Regions from separate parts of the Mus musculus genome. Here region 1 is linked to region 2. A link is a contact called in public promoter capture Hi-C data. All regions are on one chromosome and are shown on one strand. Each heading gives the region's core, a stretch centred on a gene start, on an enhancer-like site or on the middle of the called end of the contact. The rest is flanking DNA. Distances are from core to core; before and after follow the strand shown.

What was found. Promoter capture Hi-C pulls out the DNA fragments that hold promoters and counts their contacts.
Region 1: a contact with region 2 is called in a promoter capture Hi-C map of neutrophils, with 5 times the contacts expected there. The contact joins the promoter of Msh5 here to the promoter of Brd4 in region 2. A contact is called at or near these places in 2 of 39 promoter capture datasets (cranial neural crest and neutrophils).

The regions. Positions count from the first base shown.
Region 1 is chr17:35,045,221-35,048,189 of GRCm38.p6, forward strand. Msh5 (mutS homolog 5) reads right to left here and starts at 1,525. Exons shown (of 25, transcript NM_001146215.2): 1 at 1,480-1,525; 2 at 1,011-1,167; 3 at 710-833; 4 at 74-154. The coding sequence starts at 1,154.
Region 2 is chr17:32,282,484-32,285,458 of GRCm38.p6, forward strand. It overlaps Brd4 (bromodomain containing 4), which reads right to left and starts at 1,650. Exons shown (of 20, transcript NM_020508.4): 1 at 1,580-1,650.

The DNA.
Region 1 (2,969 bases), core at 275-2,774, 2.8 Mb after region 2:
ATTGTCCCATGCTCCCTCCCAGCCAAAGATTTAGTAGTCTATTTCCATTTCCCCTTCTCTATGCAATCCTTACCAAGCTTCCCTAGAAATCGAGTCATAGCCTCATCCTGTTTGGCACTTGTGACAACAGACTGGGGGTTGATTTCATCCAGAACTTGAAGAGAGAAGGAAGGTGCCTGATGAGTCGAAGGATATCTCCACTGTGACTAAGAGGAAAGTGGTGGCTCTCTTCCTGCCACTGTCTGTTCTCCTCAAGAATTTATCATCTTAGCCAGGCATGGTGACACATGCCTTTGACCCCAGCCCTTGGGAGGCAGGGGAATCTCCATGAAATCAAAATCTGCCTGATCTACACAATAGGTTTCAGGATAAACCAGAGCCACATAGTACATAGTGAGACCCTGTCTCAAAAAAAAACCAAAACCAAACTAAAGTTATTTTATGTCTGTAAGGGATGGTCTGCACACTGGGAGCGCAGTGGAGGAGACTTAGTAAAGGCACGGTGGGAAGGAACAAGAGTGTCCTGGAAACTATCACTAAAATCATGGTTTGCCAGGGACAAAATCTGTAGCATTTCACATACAGTAGGTACCTAATAAAGTTGTGTTGAATAAGTAATTCCTAAATCAGGTGACTATAAACTACATGAGGATGTATGAGTGAACACACGTCCCACCCCAGAGGAGAGGAATGCAGGGCTCTGTCGCACCTCTCTGGAGAAGCTTTAGGCTCTCGTGGTCTGGGGCATCTGGCATGAAGTGGATAGTGGAGTCACTAGTGTCATAGTAAGCAATGCCCAGGTATCCCGAGCTCCACAGCACGCACAGATGGATCTGTCCCGCGAGGAAGGAAAGGGGATCGATATCTGAATCCCTCGGAAGGGCATGGATTGGTCATCCCTTATTATTAATCATTTAACCAAATCTCGGAGATAGGCACTCATGGGGAGTTTAGTCAACGTGAAACGGGGTCGGCTCAGCCTCTCCCAGCCCTCCCAACTCCGCGGACACCTCGGCGGGCTCCTCCTCGTCCTCTTCCTCGATACCTCCAGGCCCCGCCATTGGGGGCTGAGGGCTGGGGAAGCTGGCTGAGGGGATTCCGGATCTGGGTCCGGGTCCCGGCGGCGTCCGGCCTGGGGTCGCTCTGAAAGCCATGGGCTCGGCGACTCTGAGGACATGGGAGGGGAAGGAGGTCCAAAAGCAGCATTCAGCAGGCGGCTGGTGCGCGGGCTTTCAGGGGACAGGCGCGGGGGCTGCCCCTTTAGGTTGGGAGCAGCTCCGAGCTACTGTCCCACCCTCATTCCTGTCACTCGAAGCCGTGCTTTGGAAGCTCTGACGGAGCGCGCTGTCACGTCAAGTCTCTCCCGCCACCCACGCCCTTACAGCCGCAGCGCGCTCTCCTGACCCACCCCCACCCCCTCCCCCACCCCCACCCCACTGGAGCCGCCAATTCGCAGCACTTTCCCGCCTTTTCCGTCACCTCAGCCGCGACGATCCACCTCCCTGACCAACCGCCGCAAGCCTGCAGCCTGTAGGCGTGGGCCGCGCGCGCTCGCCCCGCCCCCTTAGTGGCTGAAAGGGTCTGCTTAGCCATCCAACGGGAAGGCGGTGAGGACGCTAGATGTCGATTGGTCCGTTTGCATTGGGGGCGGTGCTAGAGTGTTCAAAATTCCCGCCCTCTGCCGTTGCTAAGCAGCCGTGTCGCAGAGCTTTGATTGATGTTGGGCGGAGCCCGCCCTAAACTAAGGTCCCCGCCTGGAAAAAGGGTCTGGGCCACGGTGGAGAAGGCCAGAGCCCGGAGGCCGACCTTAAAGGGCCAGAGGCAGTCTTCCTCCTTCCTGAAGAGTGGAGAGAAGCAACATTAATTCAACCTGTGCCAACAGCAACAACTCCGTTAATATTTGTACCCACTAAGTTAATATTTATAAAAAACTCAGAACAGTGCCCAGCAAACAAAGTAAGCGCTACATGAGTGTTTTAAATAAATAAGTGGAAGTAAGAACTAACTCCTGTTTCAGACCTACTTTGCCTGTTTCCTGATTGCAGGAGATGATCACCAACCACAGGAGCAACACGGGGCTTGATTATTTTGGAACCCCTGAAGAGGAAGTATAAGTATCTGAAAGACACTAAATTCTGAAAGTAGACCTAATTAGAACACATACAACCATACTACAGTCCTCTCACCCCTAAGGACACAGGGTATCTCTGACTGATGATCCATCTGGATGGGAAAGAAGGAGAAGGAAGGAGTTTCTGAGGGAAAGAAAAAAAACCATACTTTACAAAACAATAAACAAACAAACAAAAACTTCAGTGCTGGCTTAGCAGGTAAAAGTACCTTCAATTTTGTACCCAGATTGTCCTCTGTCCTCCATACCTGTGCTGCTTGTACACACACACTCACACTCACACTCACACACCACATAATTTTTTAAAAACTGTCCTAGCTACACTAAACTAAGATCCTGCCTGAGGTTCAGAAATGGCATGAGGTGACCTGGCTCTGCTGATCAGCGACTGGAAAAATCATCTCCAAAGGGGAGCAGGTCTAAGGGCTGGGTTAATGGTTACTCTTGGCAAATTATTGAGCAATGGAGTTATGGAAACCTGGAAGAGGTTATTGGTGACAGCTCTGGGGAGTGGCAGAGAGGGACACACCTTCCATTCTGGGGTATGAAGAGATTAGGGACTGGTTTACCAAGAAGAGGAAGGGATCAGACCCAGGAAGAGAAGGCAGCAGAAGAAAAGAAGAGCTGGAGAAAGAAGAAGTGGGAGCTCAGAGATAAGATGGCAGTCTACATTTTTTTTTTTTTTAATGCAGTCCTGGCTTCAAATCCAGGAGCACTGCTGGGTGATCCCAGGACAGAGCAGCCTGGAAAATAAAGGCAAGATAACGCATTTGTGTGTGCGTAGCAATTCAGGCAGCCACAGTCAATAGTGATGATCAGAGCAGCTGCGGCCATAAAG
Region 2 (2,975 bases), core at 400-2,899:
AGGATGTACAAATCAGCAACAATATATTTTATAATTCTGGGCTTTTCCTTCTAGATTTGATCAATTCAATTCAGTCTTTGACAGTGTTACCTTTTCCAACCTTCCTAGTTGAAGCTTTGAGAAGGAAGGAGTTGGTTACCTATAAATGCCCTCTATGGAAAGATCATTCTCCATCCAAATTAAAGTGAATAAAATAATGTTCTTGTAAATTATTGTAAAGCCCATAAAACTGAGCCCCAGCTGAAGACTTCTAAACAGGGTTTGTCTGTATACCCTGGCAGTCCTGGAACTCACTTTGTAGACTAGGCTTGCCTCGAACTAAGAAATCCACCTGCCTCTGCCTCCCGAGTGCTGGGATTAAAGGCGTTCGACACCACGCCCGGCTAGCTGAAGACTTCTTGAAATTGAAAACACATTCATAATTCCTTTGCATTTTTGTGGGTGACATTCTTTTTTTTTCTTTTTTTTTTTTTTAATTTATAGCTGTCTTCATAAACCCCAGAAGAGGGCATCAGATCTCATTACAGATGGTTATGAGCCACCATGTGGTTGCTGGGATTTGAACTCAGGACCTTTGGAAGAGCAATCAGTGCTCTTAACCGCTGAGCCATCTGTCTAGCCCTGTGGGTGACATTCTTTACAACACCCAAGCTCTACCAATTCCAAGGGAAGTTGACATCTCCATTCATAAAAATTTTCCAATTTTTTATTATAGCACTGAAGAGCACATTGGCTTAGAAGTACACTGAGAGTTGGATTTTAGTAACCAGGGGCTATTAATATCACCTTTGATGATAAGTAAAGACATTCTCAAGAGGGCTGCTGCAACTGGCATCCAACATATATACACACACAGGAGATAATCTCACCAGATTTCGAAAAGCATAAACAAGTAAACAAGCAGGCTAAAAACACTTTTAAAAAAACAAACAAAAAAACCCTTGTCTTGAGTAACAGGGAGGTCAGCCAATCAGCAGAGGCACATGACTCACCCACCGGCCTGAGCAAAAGTATTCACACTGTCCACTACACTAACGTGGGATTTCCCATCTCCAACCCAGCTCGGCCTTGGGGGCTTCTTGTTTAAGTGCTATTTCCGTGTTTGTGTGTAAGGGGGGGGGGGGTCATTTTGCTGAATCACAACTCTCCAACATCCCCACCCTAAACCGACACACTCCTGCAAGTAAGAAGCCATTGCAAGGGACGGCAGCAAGCAGAGACCCATCAAAACAAAGCACCCAAAGAGTAGGCTTCCAGGTTGGGAGTGGGTGGGTCGAGAGGGACTCCTGGTCCTTCGTCACCCTTCCTGTCCCCTGGGTCCAGCCTGGAGCAGGCGTGCAATGGAAGCTCTCTCCCTGTGAACAAAATCTTCTACCTCTTTCTAGGCAGAGCTCCGGGGACAGCCGGAAAGGTGAGACTATGAAGCGGGAACTCGCTATCCCAGCACTGGCAGGAGTACCCAGCTGACGGAAGGAGAGCGCGCCGGGGCACGACGCGCAAGAGCGACCCGCCCCAAGGGGGAACTGCAACCAGAGAGAGCGGGCGGTACCCGCGGTCAGCATCCCCGGCCCGGACTTACGCGGCCCGGCGCGCACCGCAGATCCAGAGGCAGTCGCTTCCTCCTCCTCCTCCTCCTCCTCCTCCTCACTTGACAAAATGGCGGCGGCAGGAAGTGCCGGGAGCTTGGCCCGCCCCCCGCCCGCCCCCGGCCGCCCAGCGCGCCCGCGCCCCCGGTCCCGGTCCCGGTCCCGTTCCCTGCCGCCGCCCGCGCCAAGGGGGACAGCGGCGGGCGCAACTGCCCCGGTACAAAGTCCGCGAGCCCACTCGGCCGCCGCCGCCCCAACGGCGCGGGCTGCCCCGGCAGGGCGCGAGAAGCACCAGGCTCCGGGCCCACGAAACTGCGGCCTCCCCACCCCCGCGCCGATGGCGTAGGTGGTGGCGCACCAGCCCCATTACGCAATGCAGGTTACGCGGGCCGCGCCGTGGGGCCCCGGCAGCCCGCCTCGCGGCCGCGAAGGACACCGGTCCCCTCACCTGAGACGCTAGGCCGCACGCCGCCGCACGCTGTCCGGGACGCCAAGCCGGGGCCCGTCCGCCGCGCCCGCCGCGCCGCTGCGCTCACAGGCCCCGCTCGCCCGCGGGCACTGCTGGCAGCCTCCGCCGCAGCCGCCGCCACTGCTTCGGTTCCTCGGCTGCGGGAGAGCAGAACAAACAGCCCTGCCGCCGCCGCCAGCGCACTGATGTCACCACGCACGCTGCGCGCGCGGCCCCGTGTCATCGCCGCCGCCCGGCGTGCGCGTCCCGCTGGTCCTCCCAGGTCCGGAGAGCTTCGTTAGTGCCGGCGGCGGTTGTAGAGGTGAGGACAGGAGACTGGCTCCCCCGACTGGGGGGAGGAGGGCGGGAGTCCTTGGAACACGATCGAGGGTCTCTGAGGACTGTGTACCCCAGAGGGATACACAGAAGAGGGAAGATCAAGAGAAGACAAGAAGAGTCTTCAGGGCCATCCATAAGGAAACAGCTTTTCGGAGGAAGCCGACACGCAGACTCAGGGAAGGAACCTTGCAGATGAGTGGGGATCTTCACATGCAAGAACGACAAGAAAAGATTTTTTTTTTTCCCCCAGAGCTGAGGACCGAACCCAGGGCCTTGCGCTTGCTAGGCAAGCGCTCTACCACTGAGCTAAATCTCCAACCCCAAGAAAAGATTTTTAATCCAAAAATTTAAATAATCCGATGACAGACTCAAAAGAGCAGATGGTGAAGAGAGCCCTCAGACAGGTGATAGAGGAACATTAAGGCCAGAGGACTATGGCTAGTTGTGTGTCAGTGGGAACTGACAATTGCTGAAAATACAGACACGTTTCACTATATTCACTACACTCAATTTATGGAATCAACTTAAGGAAAATATTTCATGTATCATGAAATAAGAGAATGAGCCAGCGGGGATTTTTTTTTTCAGAGCAGGATCTTAAG